4 separate regions of the Mus musculus genome follow, and all the other regions are linked to region 1. A link is a contact called in public Hi-C data. All regions are on one chromosome and are shown on one strand. Each heading gives the region's core, a stretch centred on a gene start, on an enhancer-like site or on the middle of the called end of the contact. The rest is flanking DNA. Distances are from core to core; before and after follow the strand shown.

Evidence for each region. A called contact is a pair of places that touch in the nucleus more often than the background predicts.
Region 2: a Hi-C map of B cells shows a contact between it and region 1, with 8 read pairs. The contact joins the promoter of Hat1 here to the promoter of Mettl5 in region 1. A contact is called at or near these places in 2 of 39 promoter capture datasets (liver and pre-B cells), 1 of 484 Hi-C or Micro-C datasets (B cells) and 2 of 115 datasets of contacts at active chromatin or transcription factors (both in embryonic stem cells).
Region 3: a Hi-C map of B cells shows a contact between it and region 1, with 6 read pairs. The contact joins the promoter of Dync1i2 here to the promoter of Mettl5 in region 1. A contact is called at or near these places in 1 of 39 promoter capture datasets (pre-B cells) and 1 of 484 Hi-C or Micro-C datasets (B cells).
Region 4: a Hi-C map of B cells shows a contact between it and region 1, with 6 read pairs. The contact joins the promoter of Slc25a12 here to the promoter of Mettl5 in region 1. A contact is called at or near these places in 2 of 39 promoter capture datasets (the C10 cell line and liver) and 1 of 484 Hi-C or Micro-C datasets (B cells).

Annotation. Positions count from the first base shown.
Region 1 is chr2:69,882,908-69,886,864 of GRCm38.p6, reverse strand. Mettl5 (methyltransferase like 5) reads left to right here and starts at 1,250. Exons shown (of 7, transcript NM_029280.4): 1 at 1,250-1,616. The coding sequence starts at 1,508.
Region 2 is chr2:71,386,820-71,390,878 of GRCm38.p6, reverse strand. Hat1 (histone aminotransferase 1) reads right to left here and starts at 1,619. Exons shown (of 11, transcript NM_026115.4): 1 at 1,575-1,619; 2 at 881-976. The coding sequence starts at 1,581.
Region 3 is chr2:71,210,464-71,214,899 of GRCm38.p6, reverse strand. Dync1i2 (dynein cytoplasmic 1 intermediate chain 2) reads right to left here and starts at 2,954. Exons shown (of 16, transcript NM_010064.4): 1 at 2,826-2,954; 2 at 345-461. The coding sequence starts at 452.
Region 4 is chr2:71,365,347-71,369,651 of GRCm38.p6, reverse strand. It overlaps Slc25a12 (solute carrier family 25 (mitochondrial carrier, Aralar), member 12), which reads left to right and starts at 1,897. Exons shown (of 18, transcript NM_172436.4): 1 at 1,897-2,139; 2 at 3,072-3,125. The coding sequence starts at 2,128.

The DNA of each region.
Region 1 (3,957 bases), core at 1-2,500:
CTGAAGACAGGTCCTCTGGAAGAACAGCGTGATCTTAATGGCCTGGCCAAGACCTTTTCTTTGTTTTAAAAGAACATACTTTTTTCTTATTTTAAATTTTTATTTGATTTATTATTTTCTGTGTGGGGAAGGTTGGAAGATAAACTTCAGGAATCAGTTCTCTCCTTTGTGGGTTTCAGGGTATCTTGTATCTTGCCTGCTTTTTTTTTTTTTTTTTTTTTTTTAAGACAGGGAGATAGGGTCTATGTAGTCTTGACTGGTCTAGAACTCTCTACATGAACTAGACTGGCTTTGGAACTCACAGAGATTCACCTGTCATTGTCTCTTCAGCATATCTTATAAGTGTTAAGTCACCATCACCTCCACTCCTGTGTTTTAAACACTTTCTATTCTCTACATTTTATTATTAGACATGCTCTTGTCTCTTTATATCTTGATGATGGTGATGGTGGCAATGGTATTAGGAATGCAGTTCAGTAGTCGCTTGCCAGGCATGCACAAAGCCCTGGGCTCAAATAAAATACGACTATTAATGGCAATAATAAAGTCATTCGAGCTTACTAGGCATTGGTCACCTTAAGTCTTCTTTTCATAATTATAATTATTTTTAAAATTTGCTGCTATGTGCCTACTTCCATTTTTTCCCCACAATCCACAACTTCTGTTTTCAGAATAACAAGTTTCATAGTGTTTCCTACGTTTGACACCACAACCATATTCTCTGTTCATTGTGTAGCCCTGGCTGGTCTGGAACTCACTTTGTAAACCAGGCCATCCTCAAACTCACAGAGATCCTCCTGAATGAGGAACTAAAATGTACACTACCCATGCCGGCAATATTCTTTCTTTTCAAATCTCTTTTGACGTTTCTTCTTGCTTCACTGACATCCGTAAGTGCTAAGAAACTCGAAGCCTCAGAAAACGAGGACGGGAAGATTAAAGCCGAGCATTCGACTGGAGAAGGACGCAGAGGTGGGTGTAGACCGCTACTTTCTGAGGCGTGGGTGGACACGGGCCTGGTGTCCCATATTGCCTTCAACTCTCTCCCCATCCCTTGCAGGTCTATAGATACTCAAGACAAAGCTGGCGTTCCCGGGCTTGGTGGAGGCTGGTTTGTGATCGCCGATGAAGACCGCTTCTTCCGATGGCGCCCACGCGGACCAAAAAAACCACTCTGGTCCTCGTCGGAACCAGGGAGCCCGGCAGAGGTTGCAGCTCGGCGCCCGGCAGAGGGCGTGCATGCGTGTCGGTACTTCCGGCACTGCGGGGAGGGACCGCGAGGACCAGCTAGAGGCATACGAGTGCTTTCCTGGAGCGTCTGGGTTCCACGGGCGGCGATCCCCGCGAGGCTCGTGGGATCCCCTCGCTGAGTCCTAAATAGTCTGTCCCCGACCCTCCACCCCACCCCCACCCTGCACCGCTGGGGAGTTTCGGGTTAGGTAGACTTCCCTGCAGCTCCCGTGCTGTGAAGCCCCAGGAGCCCAAACTTTAAAATACAGAGAAAACGATGAAGAAGTTAAAGCTTAAGGAACTAGAGAGTCGCCTGCAAGAAGTGGATGGATTCGAAAAGCCCAAGTTACTTCTAGAACAGTATCCCACCAGGCCGCACATTGCAGGTAGGGCGGCTGGTTCATCGTGCCCTCTTGGGGCTTGATCCTGTCCAGTTCATGATGAAAATAAGTAGCGATTTGGATATAAGGAAGTTCTGGAGACATACCATACCTTTAGACAAAGTAGTTTTCTGACACTGCAGCGTAGACACTCCGAACCCAACCACTCATTTTACTGTTTTTTCTGAGTGTCCATTAGCATTATCAGACAGCTTGTTTGTTTGTTTGTTTGTTTGTTTCTCTCAACACACTGTAAATTCTCAGGAGCAAGGAATTTGTTAGTCTTTTCGGTGTCTAGAGAGTCATGTACTAGTTAGGAGCTCATTAAACATTTGCTTAATACAGATAACTTCGTACTGAAGTCAAGGACATGTATTTCCCGTGTTACGTATTTCTGCCCTAGAGACAAATACTAGAAATCGAGTTTCAGGTTGTGGACAGTTGAGGAAGCGTTTCTTCACAAATGACCTCTTGCTTGGTGCCAGAGATTGATACTGAGAATGTAGGAGAGAATAGAGCAGAATCCATTCATATGTAACACCCTTAGCAGAGTAGCAGGGAAGACTTGGTAAAGTTCTTTTGGTTGGGAGTACCTGCAAGAGGGAATCTCTTTCAGTTCCAAAATGGCTGTGTGTAAGCTGCCAATGTAATCTCCATGGGTTTTCATTCTAAAATAGTGTCATATCACCAATCAGATTTGCAATGAACTGTGTTCAGATTAAGACTAGTCTGCTATGTATTTAGCGTGTGTATGTTCGTGTGTCTTGTGTGTATGGAGGGTAGAGGTCAACATAGGGTGTTTTTCTCAGTTGCTCTCCATACGTTTGAGCCAGGGTCTTACTGTATTTAGAGCTTACCCATTCACCTAAACTGGCTGACCAGCAAGCCTCAGAGATCCTTCTGTCCTGTGTTCCTAGCACTGGGTTTATAATCATGAACACCTGACCTTTTACATGGCTGCTGGGTATATGAGCTCAGGTTCTAATGCTTTCTGGGTAAGTACAGTACACACTGAGCCAGCTACTACCACACAAGTCCCTGGTTTTCTCATTGTGACTTTTTACAGCTTCTGGTTGTAAGGTTTGTAATGAAACCTAATTTTCTTTTAAAGATTTATTTATTTATTGTATGTAAGTATGCTGTAGCTGTCTTCAGACACTCCAGAAGAGGGCGCCAGATCTCGTTATGGATGGTTGTGAGCCACCATGTGGTTTCTGGGAATTGAACTCAGGACCTTAAGAGCAGTCAGTGCTCTTAACCACTGAGCCATCTCTCCGGCCCCAAAACCTAATTTTTAAAAGATTAAAAGTAGAGGCCAGGTATGCTGGAACATTCCTTTAATTCCTGCACTTGGGAGGCAGAGGCAGGTAGATCATTGTGAATTCAAGACCAGCCTGGACCATATAGCCAGGCCAACTAGGGTTATATAACCAGACACTGTCTCAAAATAAACAAGCAAACAAATACATACATACATAATCAGTTCTTTCATACCTAGTTTCTAATGTGCACGACATGAGTTTCAAAGTACCTGCAACAGTAATTAACTATCCCAGAGTTGGTTTAAAAATGAGATTTATTAACCGGGTGTGGTGGCGCACACCTTTAATCCCAGCACTCGGGAGGCAGAGGCAGGCGGATTTCTGAGTTCGAGGCCAGCCTCCTGGTCTACAAAGTGAGTTCCAGGACAGCCAGGGCTATACAAAGAAATCCTGTCTTGAAAAACCAAAAAAAAAAAAAAAAAAAAGAGAGAGAGAGATTTATTATTTTATGTGTATGTGTTTTTCCTGCATGTGTATATATGTGTGTACCACATATGTGCTTGGTGCCTGTGGAGTTCAGAAGGGGGTATTGTTTCCCCTGGGTTACAGGTGTTTGTGAACCAACATGTGGATGCTAGGAATCACATCCAGGCCCTCTGCTCCTAACCCAGTGAGCTAACTCTCCAGCCCTATAGGATTTTTGTTTGCTGTTTTTTTTTGTTTTTTTTTTTAAAGATTTATTATCATACTTAAGTACACTGTAACTGTCTTCAGACACACCAAAAGAGGGCATCAGATCTCATTACTGGTGGTTGTGAGCCACCATGTGGTTGCTGGGATTTGAACTCAGGACCTTTGGAAGAGCAGGCAGTGCTCTTACCCGCTAAGCCATCTCAGTGGTTGTTATAAATAAATGTTCTGGATTCTCAGACATTAGTGATGGCTATGAGTCTTTCTTGTTCAGATATGCACAAAGAAAACTTGCTGGTGTTATTCCATGTTTAAGAAAATGTGTATATGAGAGTCTTGTTTTTGAGAACTATGTGATCTCAGCTACTTCTGCTCTAATTATTTGTTCTGTTATC
Region 2 (4,059 bases), core at 370-2,869, 1.5 Mb before region 1:
AGCACTTATGAACATAAAATACATTTAAATTTTTTTTCCAAACCAAAGTTGTTATATCATTTTAGATATAATACCAGCAACCCATGAATTTCCACATCCTAACCAACAGCTGTTATTATCATATTTGCAATTTTTTTTAAAAAGATTTATTTATTATATCTAAGTACACTGTAGCTGTCTTCAGACACACCAGAAGAGGGCATCCGATCTCATCATAGATGTTTGTGAGTCACCATGTAGTTTCTAGGATTTGAACTCAAGACCTCCGGAAGAACAGTCAGTGCTCTTACCAGTCCTGCTCCCTGGGGCCTGAAGATTGATTGATTGAATGATTATATGTAAGTACGAGCACCAGAAGAGAGCATCAGATCTCATTACAGATGGTTGTAAGCCACCATGTGGTTGCTGGGATTTGAACTCAGGACCTCTGGAAAAACAGTCAATGATCTTAACAGCTGAGCCATCTCTCCATCCCCCATTTGCAATTTTTTCCCCCGAGACAGGGTTTCTCTGTATAGCTCTGGCTGTCCTAGAACTCACTCTGTAGACCAAGGCTGGCCTCGAACTCAGAAATCCGCCTGCCTCTGCCTCCCAAGTGCTGGGATTAAAGGCATGCGGCACCACTGCCTGGTGTATTTGCAATTTTTAAGATGAGATCACATATACTTTCTGCCACACTATCTTTCACTTTCTTATCACTATCTTTCCCCTACCCCTTCTACCGCATGAACTTAGAGAACTGCCTAAAATCTCCATGTCCAGTCAACGCAGAAAGTACCTGTTACGTAATCGTCTTAACCTCAAGCTGTGTTTCCTATTTTAAAGGCTCTGTTAAATACAGGGCTGCACACACAGAACTCCTCTGAAAGGAAATACGCACCTAGTTTCAGCTCGATTGCTGTGTTGGTGTTACACTTGTACTCTGCTAGTTTCTTCTCCACGGCACTCTTATACTCCACCAGAAATTTCTCCAAGGCTAGAAACGAATAAAGCACAGCAAGAGGATTCTACTACACACAGCACAGAAGTTCCATTCTAAGTGACAAGTTGGGCAGTGTAAAAACGACTTTCTCAAAGGACATCTAAAAAAACAATGATCTCAGGAATCCTGAAGGGTTATGAGACCCTGAGTGTGCCCTGAACCAGGGCAGGGCAGCAGCACCGCGCTCGCTCAGAAGTTGGCTGGGAGGGAGGTGGGCAGGGCCCTGGAGAGGATCAGCTGGCGGGAACTGGACCTAATGGGTTACATTAGGGCGACAGTGAGCAAAGGGGAACGAGGGGGTGAAAGGCTCCGAGGCAGACCGCGCTCCACCAGACCAAACTGAGCGCCTTGCCTGAGCTCAAGGCCCGGGAGGCCCACGGGAGGCGCCGAGCGTCAGCACCGGGGGCGGTGGCGCCGAGCGCGGCCCACCGGGAGCCAGTCCCCGACCCTCAGTGCCTCGCGGAAGGGAGAGGCCTTCTGGAACCTCTGCTAGAGCCCGAAAGTTCCAGGCGGCCACTGTCACGGCCGCCTCAACGTTCTTCCCCAGAAGCACCCGCCTCCTCCCCTTGCTAAACTTTTCCCGGGAACTTACCCGCCATTTCCGAGCTCCGAGCGCCCGCAGCTGAGGAAGGACAAATCAACCCGCGCGCTCCCGGGCCGGAAGTGACCGCAAGGACTTACGCGTTTCCCCCGCCCATCCTCGGCGAGCCACGAACCAATGAGAGGGAGAAGGTCCAGGCGCGCGGCGGCGGAAGTGCCTCAGGAGGCGGGGCTAGCACCGTGAGAAGGCGCCCGCGGTTGCCTAGCCACCGCACGTGAGGATGCCCTCACCCCATGTCTTCGGCGTCCCAGCCTGTGCGGCTTGCTGGCCACTAGAGACTTGCTTAGAAATTAATGTGAATTCTCAAACAGCTTAAGGCGATTGTCCTTCCCATCTTTTGGCCCGAACGCAAGTTTTTCTGTGGGGGTTTCATTTCGAAGTTTTTAAACTTTTTGATTCAACTTTGCCATAACCCATTTTAAAAGGTTCCTCTGAATTTTATTCGTATTTTGGAGCTGGGTGACCAATTCAGAGTCATACTTATGGTAGACATAAGGCTCTGCCACTAACCCATTATAGACTTTCTTTGTGCTCCCAAATTGAAAAATAGTGCCATATTAAAGAACTCAGGGACCCAAAATGGAAGACTCCCGAAAGCTGTGCTCTGATTACATGCTAGCGTGCACAACTATTAAAAGTAAAATTTAGAAATATACCTGCTTTTGCTCTTAAGTTTTCTGGACAACCATTTAGCTCACTAAAAGTGGTTACTAACACTACCTCAAGTGGCTTGATTTAGTTGGACTTGTATGAGGTCCTAGTGGCTTGAACTAATCATAGGATACTACCCATTTTTAATCATGGGCCTTATTATTTAGTTGCTTTTGGATTTTTTTTTTTCTCCCAGAGGATAATTTGCTATTTACCTCTACGATGGTATTCAAATACCAGACTCCCTGGTGTCAACACATTTGCTGATACGCTTTAAAATGATGCATGCCGTATGGAAAGTTGATCTTTGGTATATCGGGTCTCTCTAGAAAAGAAGGAACCAATGGAATGAACATATATTAAAAGATGACTTACCACCTTGGCTTATGTGGTACACTTGGAGAGGCCAGACAGTGGTTGTCTCACAGCAAATGCTGAAAACCTGGTGGTCAGTCCTCAAAGCTAGGAGCCTCAGCCCAATCTGCCTGTGAAGACCTGAGGGACTCCTGGAGAACTGTTGGGTCTCTGCCTAGCAAGGTTCTAATACCAGCGCTTGAGAAGGCTAGGCTGACTCCATGACAGGCTTCAAATTGGCAGTTAAGGAGGTTAGGCCTAAATCTCTTACCAAGACCTGGGCAAGTCCAGGCAAGTCCAGGCCTCCGAAGCCGGCCCGCCACCTGTCTGGCCACCTGTCTGGCCCGAGGCAAGGACAATGGGTCAGCAGCAGTTTCCAGGCCTCCCCCAACAAGTTTACAGCCTCTCTACCCCGGCAATGGAATGTCAGTAGAGATGGACCCAACAGATTATCATAGAGGTCACCTACCCCAGAACTCCCTAATGTGCTTTAAATCAGGCCTCTGAGCTCACTTGGGTGTCTCTCTACCTGGGTCATGGGAGACCCAGCTTGCTAGACTTCTGCAGAATTCAACACTCTTTGTGGTTACATACTATTGGAGTCCAGGGTGACATCCTTCAGCAAATCATGGACCCTTACACACCAAAAAGGTCAATGAACTCTCCAGTGAGAATGAAGGTTAAGGAGGCAAGTTAGCAAAGCTTTCTTTCTGCCTTTTACCTGGGCCATTACCAGAAGGTGCTGCTCACACTTAAAGTGAGTCTTCTCCCATCAATTAAGATGATCAAGGCAATCCCCAGCAAACATGCTCACACTAATATAGGTTTGTGTGGGTCATATATGTATGTGTTATATAGTATATATGTGTATATATGTATGTAGTATGTAATACATATATGCATGTATGTGTGTATATAAACATTTATATGTGTGTATTTTGTTCTATGCCATGGTGACAGTTAAAACTAACCATCACACGTGGTGAAATAGTCTAGAATTAATATGCTCTCTAGTATTAGAGATAAAAAAAATATATAGCTAAAGTGATAGATTGTGCCTAAGCTCATTGCACCCGGGAGTCTGAGGCAGGAACATCAACTCATCAGTTTGAGGTTAACCTGAACTGTGATTGAGAAGAATCTGCCAAAAGAAGAGGTGGAAGGCGAAAGGGAAGAAGAGGATAAGGACCAACAGCACATACCTATAACACCCCCCCCCCCGCCCCGCACGGGGGGGGGGGGGGGGAAGGCAGGAATTCAGGTTATTCTTGGCCACTGAAGCTTGAGGTCAGCTGGGCTATGTGAGATCTGGAGAGAGACAGAGACAGAGAGGTGGTGGGGCTGGCAAGCGAGGGAGGAAAAGAGAAAGGAGTCAGCCCAAGGTAAGTTGCCAAGCTCATCTTCAGTTTACTCCAGTGTCCTGATGAGCCCAGTCCTCCAGATACTCAGGCCTGGTATTTATGTGTTAGCT
Region 3 (4,436 bases), core at 1,705-4,204, 1.3 Mb before region 1:
CACATATATGTGTGTTATCTTAATTCAGGTGTGTACTATAACGTACTATAATGCAGATGATCCTTACTTTGCATGAAAATATATTTCTAGAAGACTATATGAGTAAATTTAACTTCCATAGCTCAAATCTTAGAAATGCATCAAATTATATGAAATACATTCAGCCCACTAAAACATCACCCTGGACCAGTTTCCTCATCTTCGTACACCTGCCTTCAAAGTACAATTCACTGATAATGCTGCACAGGCAATAACAGCTTGGGAACTGCACTGGTACTGACGATATTATGGAATGCCCTGACTCATACTCAAGGGTTTTGCTTGTCTTAGTGAATCAAACATACTTCCTTTTTTTTCCTTTCCTCTTCTTTCCTCTTCTTTTCTTCTCTGATTTGGGCCAACCGTTGCTTCTTACGTTCCAACTCAGCTTTTAAATCACTTTTGTCCGACATGGTTGTGACCTTAAAAAGCATGCCAACATTAACAATAATCATTACATTGATTTAAAAGAACAAGCAACAGGCTTTTTTTAAAAAAGTACTTCAAGAGGTGTACCAAGAAGCTAAGAATTTCAATGGTACCCATAGAGAACACACAAGTTCTACTTTTAAAATAGCAAAAACCATATATGCATACTGTTAAAATGTAAGAAAAATTATACACAAATGTATGAAGAAATATTTCCTAGAACTTGAGCACAACAGCTAGTACATAGATGTTTTCATGTTCCTAAGCCCAAATTTAACAATGTGTCACTGTAGCCAGGTTGGCCTTGAAATCATAATGTAGCCCAGGATGTCCTCATGGCGATTCTCCTATCTCAGACTCTGGTGTGCCAGAGTTAGCCAGCACACCCAGATTCCATGTTTTCTGATGTCTCTGTATTTGAGTACTAGATAATAAAAGTCATAACTAATGCTTAAAACAAACGACACTGTTGGTTTTAAGTTCTAGACGAGTATGATAGTTCACACCTGTAATCTGGGCTCTCTAGGAGGGAGGCACAAAGATTCTGAGTTCCAGGCAGCCTGGGCCATACAGGGCAAGACAGGCTTTTAAAGAATGCTTATGTCTTCAGCTATGAAACCAAAACTATTACCAGAGATGTCTGTGTTTTGTTCCCAGAAACTTAATAAAACACTGAATAGCTAAACAGGAAGTTCCTAAAAATTCTTTTAAATTCTATAGATGTTCCATGACAATCAATCAAACAGTATATTTCCACCTAACACCTTCTTGTGGCATTCTTATGATTATCTATATGGGCCTGAAATGTTCCATGGTAGATAGTCATCTGGATGAGTTGGGGGCTGTGTTTTTATGGTTTTTGTTACCTTCACAGCATAGCAACCTTAACACTGAGCTCACAGCTGCTAAACGATCCATCTGCAAAGTAGATGGGATTACGAACACAAGCGTGTCCTCATACTGACTGTTATGCAGGAGGGAGGGAGGAACGAGGAGCTTTCTGAACTGGAAAGGTAACCTAGGGACTCAATGTAAGGTAGGAGCCAGGACCTTGTTACCTTCTCTACATTACTGGTTCAACCTTTGTCAGTGTCTCTCTCCATACAACTGCAGGATTAAATGCTTTTGATTAAGGAAACTGGGTTAATAACCTCTTGAAAAGTCTAGGAATCTCTTAGGATCACAATAAAGTTGGATTAAGGGCAAATTTGGTAAGGAGGAAAAATTCATCTATGAAAATGAAAAACATTCTTCTATGTAAATGAAAAAGGGAGAATTCTTGGTAGCGTACTTCAGAAAGACAGGACAGTGGGCAAAAACTAGTGAGCAAGTAACAGGAAATCCCTTTAATATACACTTTTTTTTCCATTTTTTATTAGGTATTTAGCTCATTTACATTTCCAATGCTATACCAAAAGTCCCCCATACCCACCCACCCCCACTCCCCTACCCACCCACTCCCCCTTTTTGGCCCTGGCGTTCCCCTGTACTGGGGCATACAATGTTTGCGTATCCAATGGGCCTCTCTTTCCAGTGATGGCCGACTAGGCCATCTTTTGATACATATGCAGCTAGAATATACACTCTTATATATACTCCCAACCAAGTCATTTGAACAAACTCGCAAAGCAAAGCTCGTGTTTCTTCACCCACTCTTTTCAGGTCTCTAAAAAGCTTCATACTGTAAGGGCTGTTGAAGAAAGTTTCCATACACATCACTCTGTATGATTTTTTTTTGTATTATGTATGATAAATAATACATATTATTTTCTGTTTAGGACCAATTGTCAACAATATACCAATACTGCCTGGAATCTAGTTTGAAGAAATACTTCTTCCTTCAACTCTAACTATTTTGTCCCGCTGAAGCACGGGCGATCAGTTAGCTCCCTCATTATCAGACAGGTCAGGGCCTCTGCTCCGTGACTGACAGGTTCATTTTCTTAAAACTCCGGAAAAAGGAAAGTGTCTAGAATGATGTTTACAATCACAGTGTTCAGAGACCTCCAACACACACGCTAGGTGCCTGGTCATTGCTACTGACCCAAGTAGTAGTGATCTTTATTAATAAAAACCAAGCAAAGCTTAAGGAATTACTTTCTCCCTAGGCTTAAGGCCAAGAGGGTGCGGTCCGGGCTGGGGTGTGTCCGAGGTCCACCAGACGGGTGCAGGACAAATCCCGAGGGTCCAGGCCGCCTGCGGAGGGTCCCGAAGGGTTGCCAAGGGCCCTGGTGGCCTCCCCAGGCCGCTTTGAGTCACCCGGGCCGGCGCTGTCAGAATATCGGCCGGGCGGCCCTACGAGCTCCAAAGCGGCCATCAGAGGCAAAAGGGACTTGAAGGAAGCGCGGCCGACCGACCTGTCAGGTGGCGGAGTGGAGATCGCTTTCTCTGGCCGGTAACTTCCCGGGAACGTCCCTCTCCAACTGTCGCCGCCGCAGATCCGCGGCGTCCCAAGCACACAAAGAGGGATGGGCGGCGGCCGCTACGGCGAGAGCCGAGGGACAAATGGCTGCGCCGAGACGCGGTCTCACACAGAATCAGAGTCTTTGCCGCCCAGCGCAGAGGGGCGGCCTCTCCGTGACTTACCTTTTGTAAAACAGAATCTCCCGGTTGAAACAGATACACCGGCCCGGGGCCCGAAGCGTTTCCGCTTTGGCAAAAGCTGGACAACCACACCTCACATCCTGGGGCGGAGCCCTCAATACCTCCAGAGAACTTCAAGTCCCGGCAACCAGGCGCCCTGCCTGGGCGAGCGAAGCTCTGTGGGAGTTGTGGTCCCACTAGAGGCAAGGAATGCTGGGATATGTAGTCAGTCTTAGCTTTCCTGTCCCCAGCACCAAGGCCATCTTTCTGCCCTTAAAATGCTAATGAGAACATTCCAGAGTTTGTATTGAAGGTGTTTTCTTCCGTGGAACAATGATTACAATGCAGCATGTGCTGCTTAAGGTCTGTGGCCCAACATTAACAAAATCTTAAGTCCTGTTTTTCCATAATGAACCTGAGAAAAGGGCATTTTAAGAAGTTTATTTATAGGCATGTGCTCGTAGATTGATTTGCAGGGGCCATGGATTATTGAGGATTCTTGTAGCATGTGACACAAGATCAAAAATAAACATATATTGGGGCTGGAGAGATGGCTCAACTGTTAAGAGCACTGGCTGCTCTTCCAGAGGTCCTGAGTTCAATTCCCAGCGACCACATTGGTGACTCACAACCATCTGTAATGAGATCTGATGCCCTCTTCTGGTGTGTCTGAAGATAGCTACAGTGTTCTTGTATAAATAAAATAAATAAATCTTTAAATAAAAATATATTAATTTAAGCAGGGCATGGTGGCGCACGCCTTTAATCCCAGCACTCCGGAGACAGTGGCAGAGGCAGGCGGATTTCTTAGTTCAAGGCCAGCCTGGTCTACAAAGTGAGTTCCAGGACAACCAGGGCTATACAGAGAAACCCTGTCTCTAAAAACAAAACAAAACAAAACAAAACAAAAAAATAATTAGCATAAAAATAATTTCTAGTATTTTATAACAGAATAGTTTCCTCCAAAAAGTGTGTTTGGTAAGAAAGCATTTTATACTATTGGATCTGGTTAGATTTTTAATATAAAGAAAATAATTGAAATAAGAATTTACCAGAAGTGCATGGGCTGATGCATGTGGCTTGAAGAATTTATTTGAATAATCTGAAGCATTATTTGCCAAGTATTAAAGCGTTATTTGCTAAATATTAAAGGTAATACCAAAGCATTACTTTCTTATCTTCTAGAAAACTGACAGGAAGAACATTGTTTAAGTTTAATATTGATCTCAAATTTGAAGCTTTAAAATTTCAAAGAGCGTTTAGTTATGCAGACTTTGTTTCCTTCTTTCCAAATAGTTTTTGTTTAGTCACTTGAAAATTGTTATGAGTAGCCATTCATCATGTACCAGGAATGGAGCTGCACACTCTCAGAGCTGAAACAAACT
Region 4 (4,305 bases), core at 648-3,147, 1.5 Mb before region 1:
TACTTTACTCATATACATAAAATAAATAAATAAAATCTTAAAAAGAAAGAAAGAAAGAAAATAGTAGTTGGATGTAGTTATGCTCCCCTTAATCCCAACACTCTGGATAGAGAGGCAAGGTGGGTCTCTGTGAGTTTGAGGGTACCCTGGCCCACAGAGCAAGTTCCAGGACAGCCAGGGCTACACAGAGAAACCCTGTCTCAAAACAAATAAACAAAAGGCAACCAACTAAACAATAACCAAAAAAAAAAAAAAAAAAAAAAAACCAAATATGGTTGAGGTCCTGGGTAAACACAATCGCTAAATGTCTGGCTTTTACTGGGCTCTGATATTTTCAAATAGCACATATTTATTGATAGACACAAGTATTCATGGCATGTATATGATTTTATGAATTAAGTAGATTTAATTTTAATACTATAATGACAAGAAATCTCATCACTTCCTTCCCTCTCACAAAACCCATGTCGAGTGCACTAATGATCAGTTTTAAACAAGTCAACCATGTTTCTTTTAAAAAGACTTATCCCCTTGCCTGGTCTCAAAGATATTGAAAAGTGAGCACACGAAGCCTATAACTGGTGGGTGGGAATAAAGGCAATATACTACTACAGGAGACATCATCAGCTTGTTACAAATTTTCTTGTAATAACCCAGGGATAATCAAATATTGCAACATTTAAGTATGATTGAGCCAAGGGTATGATATCTACAATATGTAGGATTGCTATTTAGTTTTATAACTTAAAATGGTCTATGATAATGGTGGCAAAGAAGGTCTTTGCAATAAATAACTACTTATACACATACTTCATATGCATATATGTGTATTTATATCCACACTTTACAAATAGGACCATGTCTAGCACATGGAGGATTTTAGTAAATATTTGGGTGAATATCAATATGAGAACTAATAGGATCTTTTCTCCCCTTCTTTTTTTTTTTTTAACAATTTTTAATTTTATTCACCTTAGTGCTTAGATGAAATGTGGAAAATAGGTGTTGATTATCTTTCTACCTTTAATGAGTTCTGAGGAGCCTCAGACTGAGCTATCACCTCGGATCCGCACCCCTCTTCCCCCTCCACACACCCCCCCCCCCCCGCCTCCCTCCCTTCCCCTTTCTTACTTCTCCTCTATTCCTTTCGTTTTTCTTTTCTTTGAAGACGCGTCTTATGCATCCAGGCTGGCCTCTAACTCTTATGCAGCCGAGGATGACATTCCGATTATCCTGCCTCCATTTCTCAAGCCTGGGGATTACAGTCGGATACTACTTCGCCAAGATAGAGTTTATGTGCTACTGGGCATAGAACCCGGGACTTCCAGCATGTTAGTTAGGCACTCCAGCAACTTAAGCTACTTGCCTGGCCCTCACATATCTTAATGGCAAGCCTCAGTTTTAGAGACATTAATTTAGCTTAAGGCAGGGCTGGGAATTCACAGAGGAATTGTTTCCTGTAGAAGAGAAAGTCAGCATAGCAAGTACCAGCTCCAAGATAAATAAAGTTGTTTTCTATATACATTGTACAAAGAATTTGGGTGGTTAAGAGAGTGAAGCGAATCTATTAATAAACCATTAGGGATATCCCAAGGAATGTTAATTCAGGAGCATATTTCTGAAGTTATGTTTACTTAGGTTTTCCCTTTAAAAAACCTAACTAATCATTTTCCTTATCAATATTTGTCACTGGTTGTCATAAACTCATTATTAATGGGACAAGCTCTCATATGCTTCCAACCTTGCTCAATACAGGCCCCAAGTGTTCCTTTAAGCCCCAAGAGGGAACCGACTTTGGCTGAAGCCGGTGCCCAAAGCCACACCCACTGCCAGGCCTTGGGACTTGGGGCTGGCCCAGAGGAGCCTCTGCTCACACTGCGCGTTGGAATCCGGCGACCGGAGCTCTGGTGTCCCCCGCAAGAGGTGCGACTGCCCCGCCGGCCCGCTGATGGATCAACCAAGGCCACTCGGTGCGCACCACCGACGCGCTCTAGCTCATTTGCATATAGACGGGCGCGGCGCTGCGACAGGAGGGAGCGCGGGCGCGGCCCCGGGCCGTGGCGCGCGCGCGCCCTGACAGCTCGGCCCAGCTCGCTCACTCGCTCGTTCCCGGCTTCCGAGCACAGCATGGCGGTCAAGGTGACTCCAACTCTCTGCTGCTGCTTTTATTGCATAAGAGACGTTCCAAGGGCCCCGAGTGCAGCCCCCCGCCTCTTTCCGTTGCTTTCTTTGCCTGGTTCTTAGCCAGTGCGTCCCGGGGCTCTAGATTGCGGGTGGAGAGCTGTGCTGGGCTTGGACCGGAGCGAAGAGGATGCCCGGCTGGGGGAGGGGAAGGAGGAGGGATCGTGAGTTGGAGGGGCTCCTGAGGACCATGGTCGGGAGGAGGAAAAGAGTAGTGTTTTGTCCTAGGTACATGGGATTGCGAGCACAGAGTTGGAGAGCATCAGAGAGGGACTGAGAGTCAGCGGGCAGGAGAACCGGGGATACCCAGGGCATCCGCGGTGGGGGAGGGGGTGGGTGTTGTCATTTGGGGCCACAATACAGCCCAGGGCACTGGTTGACATTTGCCTGGCAGGTTGTCAGATGTCGAAAGTATCCGTATTGTGGCAGCTCTCAAGGTTTAGGTCAGATGGAGAAAGGGTCGCCAAGATGACGATGTACTGTTTCTGCTTTCCACAAGAAAGGCTGCTAGGCCCGGCTATTAATTTGGCTGTTTTACATCTCCTGTTGCTCCTCTCTTGAGGCTCTCAGGATTTGTAGCTTGGTGGTTGCTACTGTATTGCTAGTAGTTGTGGAATAAAGTAAACGATTACATTGGTTTCCCTTTCCAGTTCACAGGAAGTGCCGTCTGTAATTTGCTCTATCTTGCACTATTCACACCCTTTTCTCCCACCCCTTAGCCGTAGATCTCCGGTTTGACAGGTGTTATCAGCAATTAAGCTTTGGGTTTGTTTTTAGACTAAATGACCTTATGAAAGATAAATGAGTTGTTAGCAGATGTAAACTATAATCTAAAGAGATTATGTGGTTTCTAGCTAAGCATTAACCAGTCATTCCCCCCCCCCCCTCAGGTGCATACAACCAAACGAGGTGATCCTCATGAGCTGAGAAACATATTCCTCCAGGTAAGTGAAAGAATTTTACATCAGGGAAAGAATGGGAAGAACATGATCGTTATTCCTCTTTAAGCTCTCTAACTTTGAGAAATGCTCTTCTCACAAACATGAGTGGAGGATGTCCTTTGTACTTGGTTTGTTTTGGTTTTTTTTTGAGACAGATTTTCCTTGTGTAGCTCTGGCTGTCCTGGAACTTGCTTTGTAGACCAGGCTGTCCTGGAACTCGGAGGATCTACCTGCCTCTGCCTCCTGAGGGCTGCGATTGGCTCTATACCCGGCCGTTTGTACTCTTAGTAAGAACGGATTGGAAAATTTTTCTTTCTATTGGGGATTGATATGAGGTTTTCCTGGAGTTGCTCTTTTTGTTTGCATGACTTAGGATGACTTATAAAATTTTCCTTCTCATAAATGTCTATGACATTTGTTGCACAGATAATTTATGACTATTGTAGTTGCGCTTTCTCCTCCCACTTATTGCAACCATAGATGGGGATGGGGGTAGGGGTTGGTACAACATGTTTGCTTTAGATTCTTTTGTAAGGAGGCTGGTAAGATGACTCAGTGGATAAAGGTGCTTTACCCAGAACCCATATAAATATCGAAGGAGAGAACTAACTATATAAAGTTGTCCTCTGACTTTCATATATCTGTGCATATGCACCAGTGCTCACACATCTGCTCCTTATAATAATAAATTATTTTTTAAAAAGGGGTGGGGAGAGATGGCTCTGCAGTTAAGAGCACTGTTCTAGAAGACCTGGGTTGGATTCCCAGCACCCATATGGCAGCACTCAGCCATCTGCAGTCCAATTCCAGGGAATCTGTCATCTACTTCTAGCCTCTGAGGACATCACATCACATGCATGTGGTGCATAAACATACACACGTTAAAAAAACGGAAGTCTTGCCGGGCGGTGGTGACACACGCCTTTAATCCCAGCACTTGGGAGGCAGAGGCAGGCGGATTTCTGAGTTCAAAGCCTGCCTGGTCTATACAGAGTGAGTTCCAGGACAGCCAGGGCTACACAGAGAAACCCTGTCTCGAAAATACCAAAAAAAAAAAAAAAACCCAAAACAAACAAACAAAAACAAAACAAAACCGGAAGTCTTGTAAGGATTGACCTTAAAATACCTTACTTATGTTAAGCTTTTAGAATCAGTCACCTGACTACGCCTAGTTTTTTGCCTT